2 separate regions of the Sus scrofa genome follow, and region 1 is linked to region 2. The links are chromatin contacts, called in public Hi-C maps. All regions are on one chromosome and are shown on one strand. The core of a region is the stretch at or near the end of the contact, and the rest is flanking DNA. Distances in the headings are between cores, read along the strand shown. Region 1 holds the start of MXI1 (max-interacting protein 1). Region 2 has its middle 55 kb from the start of MXI1.

The links. A called contact is a pair of places that touch in the nucleus more often than the background predicts.
Region 1: a Hi-C map of fetal liver shows a contact between it and region 2, with 2.1 times the contacts expected there. The contact joins the promoter of MXI1 here to the enhancer-like site in region 2. A contact is called at or near these places in 2 of 5 promoter capture datasets (fetal liver and liver), 9 of 47 Hi-C or Micro-C datasets (alveolar macrophages, blood, brain and 3 more) and 2 of 2 datasets of contacts at active chromatin or transcription factors (alveolar macrophages and skeletal muscle).

Annotation. Positions count from the first base shown.
Region 1 is chr14:120,642,230-120,645,099 of Sscrofa11.1, reverse strand. It overlaps MXI1 (max-interacting protein 1), which reads right to left and starts at 1,409. Exons shown (of 6, transcript XM_003133181.6): 1 at 894-1,409. The coding sequence starts at 1,155.
Region 2 is chr14:120,587,570-120,590,330 of Sscrofa11.1, reverse strand. No RefSeq gene overlaps it. Among named protein-coding and RNA genes, the nearest start is that of MXI1, 55 kb to the left of the region's middle. Within about 2 kb of position 1,425, at least 12 of the 83 cell types and tissues checked have an H3K27ac peak or open chromatin away from gene starts, as enhancers often do. A contact at or near this core is called in alveolar macrophages and fetal liver, where this site is marked.

The sequences.
Region 1 (2,870 bases), core at 160-2,659, 55 kb before region 2:
CAGCAAGGCACTTGCCTTCCTCGCCCAACGCGCTCACTAGGGAGCCGTCTCCCGGAAAATAAAGAAACCGCACATAGCAGCCCACACCTTCTTCCCCAACTATTGTTTCCTGAGAGATCCCAAAGTTTCCTTCTAGCTGCCTCCCCCTCGTCGAGTTTCCCGGGCGTAGGATGGCGGGTCCGGGGCAAGCTGCTGGCTCTGCCTGGCTTTACCGGCCTGTTTCTTTGGGGGGTACACCCCAGGGCAACAGAGGCGCAGGGGGACTGTATCCGTGGACGCGATGGCGTGAGCCCAGCCCTGCTGCGAGAGGAGAGGAAAAAGCAAAGTAGACAGGAGGGAGAAGCAGAGCCGTGCCAGCCCGAGCCCACGCTGTGGAGGGCTGTTTGGTTGTTGTTGTTATCGTTGTCGTGTGTGTCTGTGTGTTTTCTTTCTGGAACCGCTGAGCTCTGCCTATGGTTTCCAACTTTCGGCTTCTAATCCCCACCCCACCCAAGAACGAGCTTCAGAAAAACAACACTTGTCTGCCGGAGAAGGCTCCGGAAAAAAAAAAAAAAAAAAAAAAAAAAGGAAGAAAGGCGACCTCGAAGAGATGAGCTCTCGGCTCAGTTGTCAGCAAACAACAACACTCCCCCGGCTCCTCGGCCCAGCGGTCCTCCTAGCCTAGAGGAGACGGACAGACAGACGCACCGACAGCCCCCCCCGCCCCCGCTCGTCTTTGTTACATCTTTAGCAGCTTTGTGCGTGCGTGTCCTTTCTCCGGTGTCATCGGCTTTAATGCCGAGGGCTGGATGTGTGTGTTGGAGGGAGGGGGCCAAGCAGGCGACAGGGGTTGCCCAAGTGGGCGAGGAAGAAAGAGCCAGGCGCCGAGGAGGAGCCGGGGCCCCCAAACTTACTTTTGTTTTCTTTCTCGATCTGCTCCAGGTAGCTGGCGGCCTCGAGCAGAATCTGCACGTTTTGCAGAAAAGTGTTGATGTGCTTCTCCATCGAGTTCTCGCTGGTGTTGAAAATGTCCGAGAAGGGGCACCTGAGCTTGGCCCCCGCGGGCTCCTCTGGTTGGGCCGGGGGCTGGGGCGCGGCCACCGCCGGGGGCGCGGCGGGGGCCAGCCCCGCGCCCTCGCAGCGCGCTTCCTTGCGCGGCCGCCCGCGTTTGCCCATGGAGGGACCGGGGTCCGCCAAGCTCGTCCTCTTTTGGGGCTGCGCGGCTCGGCCGAGCTCCGGGCCCCAGGGGAGACCCGGCTGGCTGAAGCAACTAAAGCGCCGAGGCGAAGAGGCGACCTGACTTCCCGAGCCTTCTGCGTGCAGTTGTGTGTTTGAGTGTGTGTGTGTGTGTGTGTGCGTGTGTGTGTGTGTGTGTGTGTGTGTGTCGGTCTCGCAGTGGGTCTGTGTGTATGGGAGATTGAATGAACCTACAGGACGGACGGAGGCGCTCTGGCGCCTGGGTCCTAGTGCGAGCCTGTCGCCATCGGACCGGTCAAAATAAAAGGTGGAGACTAGCGCGGCGGGGACCGCCCCCTGCTAGTCCCTGCGTACTTCCCCGCCTCTCCCCAAATCTCACCACAGTGTAGAACGTATGGCTCTGAAAGCACCTGCAAAAAAACAAACGACTAGGCTATTTTTTCTTTACATAAAAATAATAATGCCTGACACATAGTAGGTTTCCAATAAATGGTAGCTGCTATGACTTAAAAAAAAAAAAAAGTCCAAAAAATCATCATATGTAATCCTCAGTTTTCTCCCCCCAATCCACACACTCATTCACAGAGGCCGGGGTGTCTGCCTTCACAGGACCAAATGAAATCCCCAGGCCACCATATCCCAGTTACAGATTTACTCACTCTTTCTGTCTCCCTTCAAATGCAATGTTATTTTCCAGGAAGGGGGAGGAGATGCAAGCATCTCTATCTACACTCCTCTTTCCCAGCCTTAGTCCAGCTGTGCAAAGCTCACAGTAGGATGCCTCCACACCTGGCCCTCTTTTATTTGACAGAAAGGCAGAAATGGCAGCCCAGGAACCTCCCACCTCTACCGCAGCTGAATTCCACCTTTTGGCTCTGAAGAGCCCCACCCAAGTTGACATAGTTTTCACTGCTCCAGCAGAGCTAACAGTTAGGGTGTACAGGAACCATTGATGCTTTCCAGATCTGGGGTGTGTGGTGGGAGTCAGGGCCCTTGGGAAGTGCCACAGAGAAGGATTCAAGTCCCAGCTCTGCTCTGTATAGGCTGCGTGAGCCTGGATGAGTCCTCTAACCTCTCTTGGCCTAAGTGTCCCCATCCATGAAAACTCTGATAAGAATAATGCATTAATTAAATTATAATCGCCCTTAGGATGCTGCCTGGCCCCTAGTAAGAGCTTTTGCTTGCAGTATAGATCCAGAGAAGAGGCTGAGTCCCCTACCTGCACCTAAGCAGGAAAATAAGTTGCAGGAAGCAAGACTTTTCTGCACTTTGTTGGAAAACATCTTTGCAATAAGCCCTTCTAAATATTGTCACCTTGCAAGGCCACCTGGAGTTTTCCTGCAGGGGAACTATTTACATAGAAGACATCATGAATGCTGCCCATGGATTTGTGCCACCCAGCTACCTTACTTAGAGACAGCTTTGTACACATTCGTCAGGAAGAATTTTACTGGAAATGGAAACTTTTTGGAAAAAAAGGAGAGAAAGTACATTTCTTTGTGAAGCCCCTTCCATGTAGAACAGTACACACACTCTCAGGAAAGTCTTGTGTGATTTTGGACTACAGTAACCCACTGCTGATATAACAGGAACAGTCAGTAACTGGCATTTTATAGCCAATATATTCACATTTTGTCCCATAATATAATCATACTACCCATACCCTCTGCTCATTTTCCATCTTGGTTGGTCTC
Region 2 (2,761 bases), core at 176-2,675:
ATGTAGAATCAAAGCTGTTCTGCTAGTTTAAAATCATAGCCTTGGAGTTCCCGTGGTGGCTCTGCAGAGATGAATCTGACTAGTATCCATGAGAATGTGGGTTTGATTCCCTGTCCTTGCTCAGTGGGTTAAGGATTGGGCATTACTGTGAGCTGTGGTGTAGGTCGAAGACGTGGGTCGGATCTGGCGTTGCTGTGGCTGTGGCATAGGCTGGCAGCTGCAGCTCTAATGTGACCCCTCGCTTGGGAACTTCCACACGCTACAGGTGCGGCCCTAAAAAGAAAAAAAAAAAAATAAATAAATCATAGCCTCTTTTACTCTGGTAGGAAGAAGGGGGAACACAGGCCACTCTGTGATTCCCTTCTATCCAATTGGTACTCTTTTTTTTTTTTTAGGACTTGCGGCAGATGGAGGTTCCCAGGCTAGGGGTGTAATTGGAGCTGCAGCTGCCAGACTACACCACAGCCACAGCAATGCCAGGTCAGAGCCACGTCTGTGACCTATACCACAGCTCCCAGTAACACCAGATCCTTAACCCACTGAGGGAGACCAGGGATCTAACCCATGTCCTCATGGATGCTAGTTGGGTTCCTTAACCACTGAGCCATGAAGTGAACTCCCTCCAACTGGTACTCTTGAGGAGCTTCTTATAGTGACTCCTAGTAGGGGAGGCCAGACTTGTCACTATAGCTAATTTTTAAATGGGAAAACTGTACTTTCAGTTTGAGAAAATTAGTTCCCAAGGAACATATGGGCATTTTTGCAGCTAGTGCTTTGGTGGCTGTCCCTTGTCCTCCCAGGTAGGTTCTGGTGTGGAATTCTAATTACCCATTCTGGCTACCTTCTGAGTCTGTTGTCACATGGGGCTGCTTCCATTGTGAGAGTCAGGCCAGGCCCCTTCTCCATCAGCTGGGGGACTTGACCCCCTCACCTGGCTGTAGACTCTAGGACTAGTCCTGATGAGACAGGAGGACCTAAGGTGGCTTCAGTTCCAGGTTCTGAGACTCACTCAGCATCAAGCCATGCCTGTCTCTGGGCCAGTCGTGACCTTGTGTCTTGGCTCCATGCAGCGCTTTTGTTCCTGGGATCCTGAGCGGTCCTCTGACAACAGGATCCACGTGTCATTCTCCTGACGTCTGAGTTCCTGTGCTGAAGAACTAGACTCAGGCCCTGAAAGCCTGAGGCCCTGCCCTGATCTTGCCATTGCCCCACAGGAAGTGGAGGAAGCGCTGCTCTTGAAGCTTACCCTGGCGCTGGGGCTGGTCCATGTGCTACATACAAGACTCTTGCAGTCCTGCTATCCTGCCCCAGATTCCTGATGGGCACTTACACTTTCCCCGATGCAGATCACAGTACCACACTGTGCTTTGGGTCGATTGCCACATCCTCTATGCTTTACCTGGTGGGCTGGGCTGGGCTTCCTATGAGCTGCTTCAGCTCAAGCTATTGCCCCAATGCCTGACTTTGCTCAGTGAGTGAGTAGAATTCCAGAGCTTGCCCCACCCAGTCTGCCCTGTTCTTCTGCAGTTAATTGAGCCATGCTCAGCTTGACTTTAGCAAGTGTATGTTCATGTACTCTTGCTCAAGATTAACCTAAAGGTAAAATGGAGGTATAGACCATACATACCTATATAAGATCATTTCGCATATACGGTCCTAAAATAAAAATATTGCTTAAAAGATCTTTCTTTCTTTTTTCTTTGCTTTTTAGGGCCCCACCCGAGGCATATGGAAGTTCCCAGGCTAGGGGTCGAACTGGAGCTACAGCTGCTGGCTTATGTTATAGCCTTAGCAATGTGAGATCCAAGCCGCTCTATGGCCTACACCATAGCTCAGGGCAATGCCAGATCCCTGACCCACTGAGCAAGGCCAGGGATTGAACCTGAATCCTCACGGATGCTAGCTGGATTGTTTCCACTGCGCCACAATGGGAACTCCTGCTTAAAAGACATTTCTAAAAGGAAGCATCTCAATTGCCACACAACACGTTTTAAAGGGCTTAACACGCCCAAACACCCAGATGCAGTGGAAGCCTCACCCTCCCTCTCCCCCTCCCAGCACCGTGGCTGGGTAGATAATATTTGGAATATATTTTTGGTTGTCTTAATAGCCTCAAATGACCTTTACTTCAGTTGAAACAATTGAAGCCAATGTTTCTAAAATAGAAATCAGATAGGAAGTAATGTTTAACCTTAACTTGTTAGTCCAGTAAACACCTTTGGAAGAGAACGTCTATGCCTGCCAGCAAGTTGACTCTACCTACACTTTCTCTCGTAAAACCGAGGAGATCATCTACTCTGAAGTCAAAGTCTACCAAGCCAGTCACCACTGAAATCCAGCCTCTAGAGCATTACTCAACAGGAAAGAGGTGGGTTATAGAGTGCAGCAACGACTTCCTCCATAGCTCCTGCTCAATAAGAATCTGCAGAAGCTATTGTTTTTGGAAAAAACAATTAGTTTAGATCCCACTTAAGAAAGTGCCCTTACATTAAGTAAGAACATACGCTAGTCCAGCAAATCATTGAAAAGCATCTAGCAGCACTGCAGCTTCAGGTCCAGGCTGGGGCTGTCACTACCAGCTTCCCCCTCCCCCTGAAAATACCATTTAAGTCAAGAGGACCAGTGGGAAATCCACAGACCAGTCTACCTCTTAACTCCTGCAGTTTATCACCATACCACTTTCTCATTTCCACCCCCACCTGCTAGGATATTACTGCTTTGGGAAATCCAAGTTTTCCTTGAAAAATCTCAAGTCTAAATA